Linked DNA regions of Zea mays: all the other regions are linked to region 2. Evidence: chromatin contacts called from public Hi-C data. All regions are on one chromosome and are shown on one strand. Each heading gives the region's core, a stretch centred on a gene start, on an enhancer-like site or on the middle of the called end of the contact. The rest is flanking DNA. Distances are from core to core; before and after follow the strand shown. Region 1 holds the start of LOC100192933. Region 2 holds the start of LOC100282493. Region 3 holds the start of LOC103626268 (UTP:RNA uridylyltransferase 1).

Region 1 (2,919 bases), core at 214-2,713, 390 kb before region 2:
TCACCGATGTCATTGAACAGCAGTTCCCTATAATTCAAAACGTTGAAGTAGTTTCTATGTACAGCAGTAAGAAGACCTGCATAGAAATTCATCTTTAAGGAAACAAAACACCAAGGTGCATTACATGGCATCAAATTCAAATCTGTCTATGTGCATTTTCAAAACATTCAGGAAGAGAACATAGATCCCATACTAATTGACAATCACCACAGATGTCAACACCATAGGCATTTGGCAAAGCCATTATCCACACTGGAAAGGGAAATAGGTGTCACAATACAATGATAATCATTTTAGACATCATCAACAGTGGTATTCAACACAAAGAGACCATCAACCCCAACATCAATTCACTTTGGGTTTCGAAAAGGGGACACAGTGGCGAAGTCGAATTCCTACCATTGTCCCCTTCAAAAGCACAGTCCCGGAAATGTCACCTCTTATTATAGCCTATGATCAGGATTTCCTAGATCAATAAATTATTTTATATTTGTATGAACCTTCAAAATACAAACAAAAAACAGTTTGCACAAACAGCCGGTGGCAGCAACAACACAGCACAATATCTGTTTCCTCATCCTTCCAGGCTCAAGCTTAAATGAGTAATCAGGGCTCACCGTCTCCACGATTGTTGGTGCGTGCAAGCTTGAAGAGCATGTAATTGGCGTCTCCCAGACGCTTCTGGTACATGTCGACCAGCTCGTCGTTCCCCAACCATACCTCCTGTTACAAGAATCATATTTACTGATGGCTCACATCCCAGACATGATCAAAGAGCCGAATAATAGCTAGATTCAGCTCACCTGAAGGCAGATGATGGAGGAGTGATCAGCGAGAAGGCGGTCAATAATCTTCTCGTTGCGGCTGAACCAGTAGGCCCTGTACTGGCTCTCCCTGCAATTCTGCTCCCAATGCCAAACACCGACCGTCAATATACTACGAGCCAGAATTTTCTACCAAACCAAAACTAACTAAATAGATTCCCCGTCAAAAGGGAAAGCAGAGCAAGATCCAACCCACCTCGTTGTCCATGCGCTTGTAGATCGGCGCCAGGATGTTAAACGTGGTGCAGGAAACGCAGCGCTCGTCCCGCGGCTGCCGCCGGTGATGGTGGTGTCGGTCTCGCCGTCGCATCGCCCCCGCCTCCCTCCGCTGCTTCTTCGTCTGCACAAAACACACACACAGCAGGACCTCACCTCAGCAAACAACCGGGCCGTCAATCCAAGCCCACGGCGGAAGAGGCTATGCGAGCAGTAAGCCACACATAGCTCGACGGGGCCGCCGCGGGCGAATACTCACCATTGCGATGATTCGTAGGGCGTGGAATCTGATACTTGGTGGAGGCCTGGCCTCGGCTCCTTCTCGTCGATTTGGCGGCTACTAGCGGAGGAGAGGAATGGGATTGATGGTTTTCGCTGGCTTCGGGCTCACCACCGTCAAAATGGTTATAAAGAATCTTTGCAGGAGAAAATGGGTGTACCGGAAAATACGCGAGCCAGAGAGGCAATATAAACCACGGGCCGGTCAGCTGAGCAGTCTACACCACGCACACGCACGAGGCCCACAGGTCGGCTGGAGAGTGTGCTAAATGTGACCGTTCGGGTCTCGTGTGGTCGCCGTCGGTTAGGGCCGAAAAGAAAAGAACTCGAGTTCGACGAGCCAGAGCGACTCGGTGGCTCGATTCATAGAACGATAGATCCTTTATCCCTTTTTGTTTATCCTTTTTTCTTTATTCAATCTATCTTACGTTCTTTATATTATATGTATAATATTTCAATCTATATATTAATAGAATCTATAGTATTCTTATAAAATAAAAAATAAAGATAATAAACTGTGGATTCTTTCTTTCTCTTTCATTCTTACATTTCCATAAAACGTAGTTTTTTTACTTAAATTTAATAATATTAATCTATTATACACATTGGTATTCTAAAAGTACCTTACCGGATTCCTAGAGATGAAGAACCAAGCCAATTTTTACTATTTTTTATATTAACCTATTTTTTATATTATAATAATATTATATTTATTTTAATAATATAAAATGTGTTACTTAAATTATTTTTGAGATTTTATATTATATTTTGAAGAGAGATTTCATGCTTATGGTCAGGGTCGTTGTCTCGGTAAGGCGGCTCGTGAGCCAAGACAATCCAACTTTTCAAGCTCGTCAGAGAAGCGAGTCGAGTCGATCTCGACTCGTTACTTGACCGAGCCGCAGCGAGCCGAGTCAAACTATTACATGTTTTAAGCCACTTTTACATGTTTTAAGCCACTTTTAGTTTATCCTTTATATAATTGTCGAGATAAAGAGTTCATCAACACATTTACCATTTGCGGTCGTAGATAGCCATGCATGCATGCCAACATGCCACCACCGTAGTTCTAAGCCAAAAAAAAGACATCATTGCCCCTTCCTTCCACCCCTTGTTAAAATACATCACTCTGGTTGTGGCTAGAGTACTTGTAGAGGAATGCACATATATATTAACTAGGTGAATACACATGCGTTACAATAGAAATATATAATAACATGATAACTTATGTACAAAATATGTGTTATAAGAAAAGTGTTGGCCACACACTTTTGATACCTTCGAGATATAAAAAACAAGGCAACATAATTAAATCGAGCTTCATATTCATCTTTCAATTGATTAAAGTATGAAGATGTAATAGATGAACAAGGAAAGTAAATATAACTAGGTGGGTGTCCGTGCGTTGCAACGGAAACATAGAATACTACGATAACTTATGTACAAATAGGTGGGTGTCCGTGCGTTGCAGCGTGGGGCCGAGAGAGAGAAAGTAGTGATGGAATACATAGCAAGCCAAAAAAACATTTCTTCTCCTTTTTCCTTGCCTCGCTTCCCCTCCTCAGTCTCCTGTTCTCTCTCCTCTCCGTCTGCTTTAGGC
Region 2 (3,323 bases), core at 64-2,563:
CTGGAGCCCACATGTTGGTGTCAAAATTTCAGTCTTTAAGTAGTTTGAGAAATTATTATGGAAGAAGACCAAACAGTTGACTGATTTAAACTTGAGCAATCAGTCTCTCTGTGGAATAAAATCCAAATTGTAAGTATGCTGGTTTTGAATATGCATATTTTTACATGTTTTTTATTCGCTTTTGTTTATGTTGAATCAGAAACTGGATGGTAGAAAGAAAATAAGCCTCTCCAGCTGTCCCATGAGCCATCTATGTTTCTGGGCTCTCTTACAGATTTATATTATGTGATGAACTAGAGTTCATATATCATATATGAGGATAAGAACAGTACAGTTGTTGTACTCCAACACCATGAAACCAACAGTTGACCAACTTTATTTATTCCTATAAGTATTTGTAGCTGCCGTGCGTATGTTAGCCAACTTGCTCCATTCAGATTCAGCCGCTCTTCAGTCCTGCTTTGATCCTGCAGTGGAAGGGACACGAAATGAGGGCAGTAAAAGCGATGGTAACAGACGAGATCTATAATGCTTAATCTATGTATATAGCCCATAACTACCTGAGATCTAAAAATCTAACGGTTTATTTTTTGTGCAGGTGCAGTGGTAAAAAGTCATCAGGTCACAGGTAAGCAAGTCTTGATCTTCACATGAGTTGCTGCTGAGTAGGTTGTTTTCATATGCTTGTAAATATCCCTGTCTGTTTACTTGTCTGATTGATGACAGAATATTATTCCACCATGATCACGCCACGTGGAGCATGAGCTGACTGACATCGACATGCAGGACCCTCTCTGGCTGCTACTGTGAGCGGGCCAGCATGTCATTGTCGTTCTCAAATGATCATTGGCCATGCCCAGCTAAAGCTATTATACTCACCGCAGCCCTTGGGGACGGTGACGCCGCACTGTTTGGTAACGAAGAACACCTTGTCCAGGTCTAGCTTATTCCTGGCGTCCGGGGAGCCGACGTAGTCGCAGATGCAGGACGCGTGCGCGTCTAAGGCCTTGATGGTTTTGCAGCAGTCCTCGGACGGAGGCATCTTGGGCCCCTCCTTCTGGACGAACTGCTTGCAGCTGCGCCACAGTGCGTCTATGTCATTCTGGCAGGCAGAGACCTGTTGGTCAGCTGACACCGCTGCTGCTGCTGCGGAGGCCAGGAGGATGAGGAGGAGCGTCGCAGCCATGTGGCCAGCAGGGCTCAGCTGGGACATCTCCGTGTGCGCTTCTGCTGGACTGGGCGGGACCTCGATCTACTGATTCGTGGGCTTATCTTTTGTTGTAAGTAATATAAGCGTTGTGTTGTGCATCTAAGACCCGGATGGCACTTGGTATTTATAGTCTCCTCTTGAGGTTGGTTTGGGAACCATGGCAATGCGAATTTTGTGAACTGTTTTCAGGGTGCTTTTTTTTTGGGTTAAGCACTCTTCATGCAAACACCATCAGTGTGACCCTCTTAACCGTTTTTTTGTTCAAGCACCAGACTGTAGCCTAGCCAGTGGGAGCAGGCACCGGATGGCGTGACAGCGTCGTTCCCACATGATGTTGTGAGCGGGACAGCCGGGCATCGGGCCTAGCGGTTGAAAGTAAACTATATGAGGTGAATACATGAAATCTAAATTTTATAAACTTAGATAGACATAACTTTAATACTGGCTTAGTGTTACAACAAGAATAGAAACAATCGGAGTGCGGAGGAAAGAGTTCTCTTTGCACAAGTCGCTCAAATGATTGCGGATTACTTCAGAGAGTAACTTAATTGATATGGAATCAAGTGCAAGAGAGGAGGGAGAGGAACAACCAAATTGCAAATGAGGATCAACACAAAGATGTGGGTGATTTGTTTCCCGTGGTTCGATTTCAAAGAACCTACTCTCCGTTGAGGGGTCCACGTAGTACGGGTCTCTTTCAACCTTTTTCCTCTCTCAAATAGTCATGGAGATCGATCGAGTTTTTCTTCTCTTCAGCGGGGACACTAAGTCCGACAAGGACCTCTACACAAAGAAACTGAGTATGTTGTTTATCTTTACAATTTGTGAAAATATAAGTGAGAGCGAGAATGAAAAACAAATCAAGGGCAAGGGCAAAAGAATTTGTAAGGAAAATGGACCCCGGGCCATTTGGCTCAATGAGTTTTGATGTTTGATGATTAACACAACCTGTGAACTAATGTGTTTACTAGTGTTTATATTTGTAGTTCACAGGATGCTAAAGTAACTTGGACCAAGACATTGAGGAAAGCAACACCACAAAATAGACATTATAAAGATCAAGTGGAGTCCAAGAGAAGAAGCATGTGTTGCCTGCGGACTGTCTGTGCGAGGAGCACCGGACTATCCGGTGCACTAGGGAACCGAAGCCCAACGACTAGTTCTAGGTGGCACTGTGGAGGAAAGAGCACCAGACTGTCTGGTGTGAAAAGTCTGCGGCGCCAACGGTCAACTGCAGTGTTAGGGTAACGGCTAGGCACACCGGACAAGGAACAGTGCGCTGTCCAGTGTGCTGCAGAGAGCAGCAGCTTTTGTCCAACAGCTAGAATTGTGTTGGGGGTTATAAATACACCCCCAACCGGCCATTTCCATGTGTGGGAGCCCAAGAGACATACCAAGGCATATAGTAGACATCCCCAAGTGCTCTTACACCCAAGTGCTTAATAGAATCACTCGGTGATTAGCGTAGGTGCTTTGCGAAGTGCTTAGGTTAGTTAGACCGCATTAGCGCTTGCTCTAGGTGAAACCTAGTTAGTTGAGTGAGTTTAGACAAACCACACAACCCCTTGGCTCTTGCACGAGCCGTTGTAATTGTACCGAGTGGGGCGAGAGTCTTGCGAGACCGTGACAACCGCGTTTGTGTCACGGCCGCCACCGTGTACCGGAGGGAACAAGGCCCACGGCGTTTTCGACCGGAAGCTCGATAGTGGAGACGGAGGGGAGCATCCGAGAGGAGCCAGAAGTGGAGCACCACTTGCGCGTGGAGAAGATCCGCGACTCTCTATGGAGTTACTCGACCGAGGTGCTTGGCCCTCGCGTGGGCTTCCCTTTGCGTAGGGGCACCAACGAGGATTAGTCGGGACCTTGCGCGGTTCCGGATATCTCGGTAAAAATGCCGGCGTCATCCACGAGAGTTTGCATCTCTACCTCGCTCTTTAACTTCCACATTTATATTAAGCATTTAAGTTTCAATCTTGTCTTTCATACTTATATAGTGTAGATTGAAACTTAACCATTGCGGTAGAGATAGCAACACTTAGACAAAATCTAGTTTGCACATTATAGTTTGATTATTTGCATAGGTTTTGTTCTAGGGATTTATTTGTGGCCTAGT
Region 3 (3,048 bases), core at 33-2,532, 260 kb before region 2:
CTGGTTCTATCTGCCCGTGCTCACCAGAGCTTTCCCTCGTGTAGCCGGAGGACCGCCGCCCTCGATCCAGGCCCTCGTCGTGTCCCTATCACCGTTCAAGGGTCTCGGAGTCTCCTCTCGAGGTAAACACCCAGCCCCTCCCCTATTTCCCCCTGGTCTGCCCTTGGTTGTGCGCGATTGCTCACCGGAGTAGGATTGCGCCGCCGCCGTGCCGCCTCACCGTGAACCGCCCCCTCCAGCGCCCTTGTGCCGGTGCTGTGCCCCTAGCCGTGTTCGCCGCACCGCCCTGAATCTCCCTGAGCCCTTTTCGGCGTCCCAGCGGGCCCCAGCGTGCTCGCGCCCTCATCTCTGGCGGGCCTCCGTTGTGGACACGAGCGGCGCCACCGCTGGTGGTCGAGGGACCTAGCCTAGGCTGGCCGTTAGATCCCAGGCGTCCGTCTGAGATTGGATGACCCAGATTTAATAAGACCTAACCTAATCCCGATCGCCCGTCTGAGATTCGACCGCTCGGATCTCCCCCTCATCTGCGCCCATCTGCGTACGTCCTCCTCCTCCGACGATGAGCTAAGGCGGCTACCTCATGGCCACATGTTCCGTGTTAACTGCCCTCGGTAACGAGCTTCTCACCTGGCACGCCACCGCCACCGCCATCCGCCTCCTCTCGAGCGTCTCCTCCCTTTAGCTCCTGCCCTCGCATGCTGCTGAAGATGCAACTGCTGCTTCCGCGCCTCCTCGTGAGGGAGGAGGCAGATCTAGAAGGGAGAAGTAGTCAATATGAGAGAGGGAGAGTCCAGGAGGAAACATGACACGGACGCTCATAGCTCTATTTGATAAAAACGATGGGTCTAGAGGAGGATGTGAGCACGCGTCCGAAGCACAAACAACATCCTAAACTTGTGTGGGTTTTAATAAGAAAAATATTAGACTATATCTAGCAGATCTTGTAAAACAATGTGTTTTATACCGTAGATAATAATATTTAGAGTGAAGTTTGAAATAAAAGATGAGATAGACGAGATACGTAGCGGCTTAGATATAAGATGATATAGATAAGATGAGATAGACAGCTCATTTTTTTTATACAGGCCCATAGACGGAATGTACAGGGGCTCATTTTTTTAGGAACAATTGGATCTATACCATTAAAAGATCCAAACTTTAGATATATACCATGGACCCCATATGTCATTGACTCATGTGGACCCACATGTAAGTGAGATAGTAATGGTATGGATCCAAAGTGATGATCTTTTAATGGTATGGATCCAAATTTCCCTTTTTTTTATCAACAAACAATTGGAAAACGGCTGCTCCATTCCGACTACCAGGGCAGTATCATGAAAAATAGAACGAGAAGGTACCAAAGCTGGGAAAATATCGTCACAGAGGCCCAGGTCCTCGCCGCCCCCGATGGCCGACTCCTCCGGTCGCAGTGGCGGCCGCCCCACGTCAGCCTCGCCATCCACTGCCACACACACCTCACCGGCGTCTTTCGACGGCGGTCTCCTACTCCGCCTCCTCCAAAACCCTCCTTCTGCGCACCCGCGAGAGGAAATCCTCGCCCCGTCCCCCGTTGCCCCGGGGGCGCACCACTTCTTTAGTGACCCTGCCGTCGCCGCCGTGGGGCCTCTCTTCGCCGCATCGGCGCAGACGCAAGGAGGGGACTTCGGGTGGTCCTCCACCTCGACCACGCACGTACAGCAGCAACCCCGATTCTCGGATCCCCGATTCGCTCCAGGGGACCCCTTCGCTGCTCTTGGCGGTAGAGGGTTCGGATCTGGGGATGCGGTTAGGGCGGAGAGGCCTCGGTCGGGGGCGCCGCCTCCAGGGTTTGGCAAGCCGTCGCATCCACTTCCTGCTGCCCGTGATGCGCGGAGTGCATCTGGTGTGGTATTGCGTAAGGAGCAGTACAATCCTCGTCCCGTGGATTTCGTTCCGGCTCTTGCAGATGTTCGTGATCCGGTTGGCAGAATGCCTCATGGACACGGAGAGCAGTTTTACAGGGAACAGCAGCAAGATCGTTTTTTGTCACGGACCCCGCCTGAGATCAATGCCAATGGACAGTTTGGCAGGATGCCAATTGGAGAGCAGCATACACTTCCTATCTTAGGTGGCAGGAGGCTCCATGTAGATCAGTACATGCCTCCCGTCCAGGAAGGCAGGGCACCACATGGTGGTCATGGCAAGCATGAATCCCGCTTAACCAATCCGCTACAAAGGGAGCAGAGGTGGCAGGGTCTTAGGGAGGACAAGGGCTATGCTTCGCGGAAGCTGCCAAATGTGAATGCCCATTACACATCTGGTAAGGCACTGGTGAAGGAGGTGCACCATTTGACAATACCTGCTGGCAGTTCAGTTCCAGTGGAAATTACGGAGAATCAAGCGAGTGGTTTGGAAGGAGGCAGAATAGGGAAAGTAGTTTTGGAGGATGGAATTGATGAAGAAGGGGTAGTGGAGGCAAGTAAGTTTGAAGTGTCATATGAAAAGAGTAAGATTAGATTTGCTGGACATGATGAACAAGATGATGGTGGTGACAGGGAAGATGCTATAATTGAGCAGATGGCACAAAATCTGCTGATTGATGGCAATGGTGATGCCAAGGGAGTAGTGTTGGAAAAACCTATCCTGAGGAGTAAGGTAAATTGGATCATTTTTCATAACCCGTGTCTGTAATGAACAACTAGATTTTAATTCTAGATTGCCCAATTTTCATAGTCCAACAATCCACACTCCAACCTTTTGTACTCACCATGCCATTACAATGTACTCCCTCCGTTCCAAATTATGTTGCTTTGACTTTTTTTTTGCTAAATAGAATTTGCTATGCATCAAGATATATATATATATATATATATATATATATATATATATATATATATATATATAGATAGATAGATAGATAGATAGATAGATAGACACACACACACAACAAATTCAGTGTACTAAAAAAGTCAAAGTGACTTATAATTTGGAAAGGACGGAGTACTTGTTTGTTTATTTTTCCCAATCACCTCTCCCTCGCACTTCCCACTCTGCACTGTGGCCATG

The links. Hi-C and Micro-C count contacts between places; a contact is called where the count stands out from the background.
Region 1: a contact with region 2 is called in a Hi-C map of tassel, with 3 times the contacts expected there. The contact joins the promoter of LOC100192933 here to the promoter of LOC100282493 in region 2. A contact is called at or near these places in 4 of 25 Hi-C or Micro-C datasets (bundle sheath, ear, endosperm and 1 more).
Region 3: a Hi-C map of endosperm shows a contact between it and region 2, with 2.6 times the contacts expected there. The contact joins the promoter of LOC103626268 here to the promoter of LOC100282493 in region 2. A contact is called at or near these places in 9 of 25 Hi-C or Micro-C datasets (bundle sheath, ear, endosperm and 4 more).

Annotation. Positions count from the first base shown.
Region 1 is chr5:41,293,919-41,296,837 of Zm-B73-REFERENCE-NAM-5.0, reverse strand. It overlaps LOC100192933, which reads right to left and starts at 1,463. Exons shown (of 11, transcript NM_001138115.1): 1 at 1,300-1,463; 2 at 1,021-1,164; 3 at 804-902; 4 at 618-723; 5 at 1-76. The coding sequence starts at 1,302.
Region 2 is chr5:40,904,115-40,907,437 of Zm-B73-REFERENCE-NAM-5.0, reverse strand. LOC100282493 reads right to left here and starts at 1,313. Exons shown (of 2, transcript NM_001155402.2): 1 at 880-1,313; 2 at 143-467. The coding sequence starts at 1,213. The coding sequence ends at 451.
Region 3 is chr5:41,165,737-41,168,784 of Zm-B73-REFERENCE-NAM-5.0, reverse strand. It overlaps LOC103626268 (UTP:RNA uridylyltransferase 1), which reads left to right and starts at 1,282. Exons shown (of 6, transcript XM_008646661.4): 1 at 1,282-2,637. The coding sequence starts at 1,411.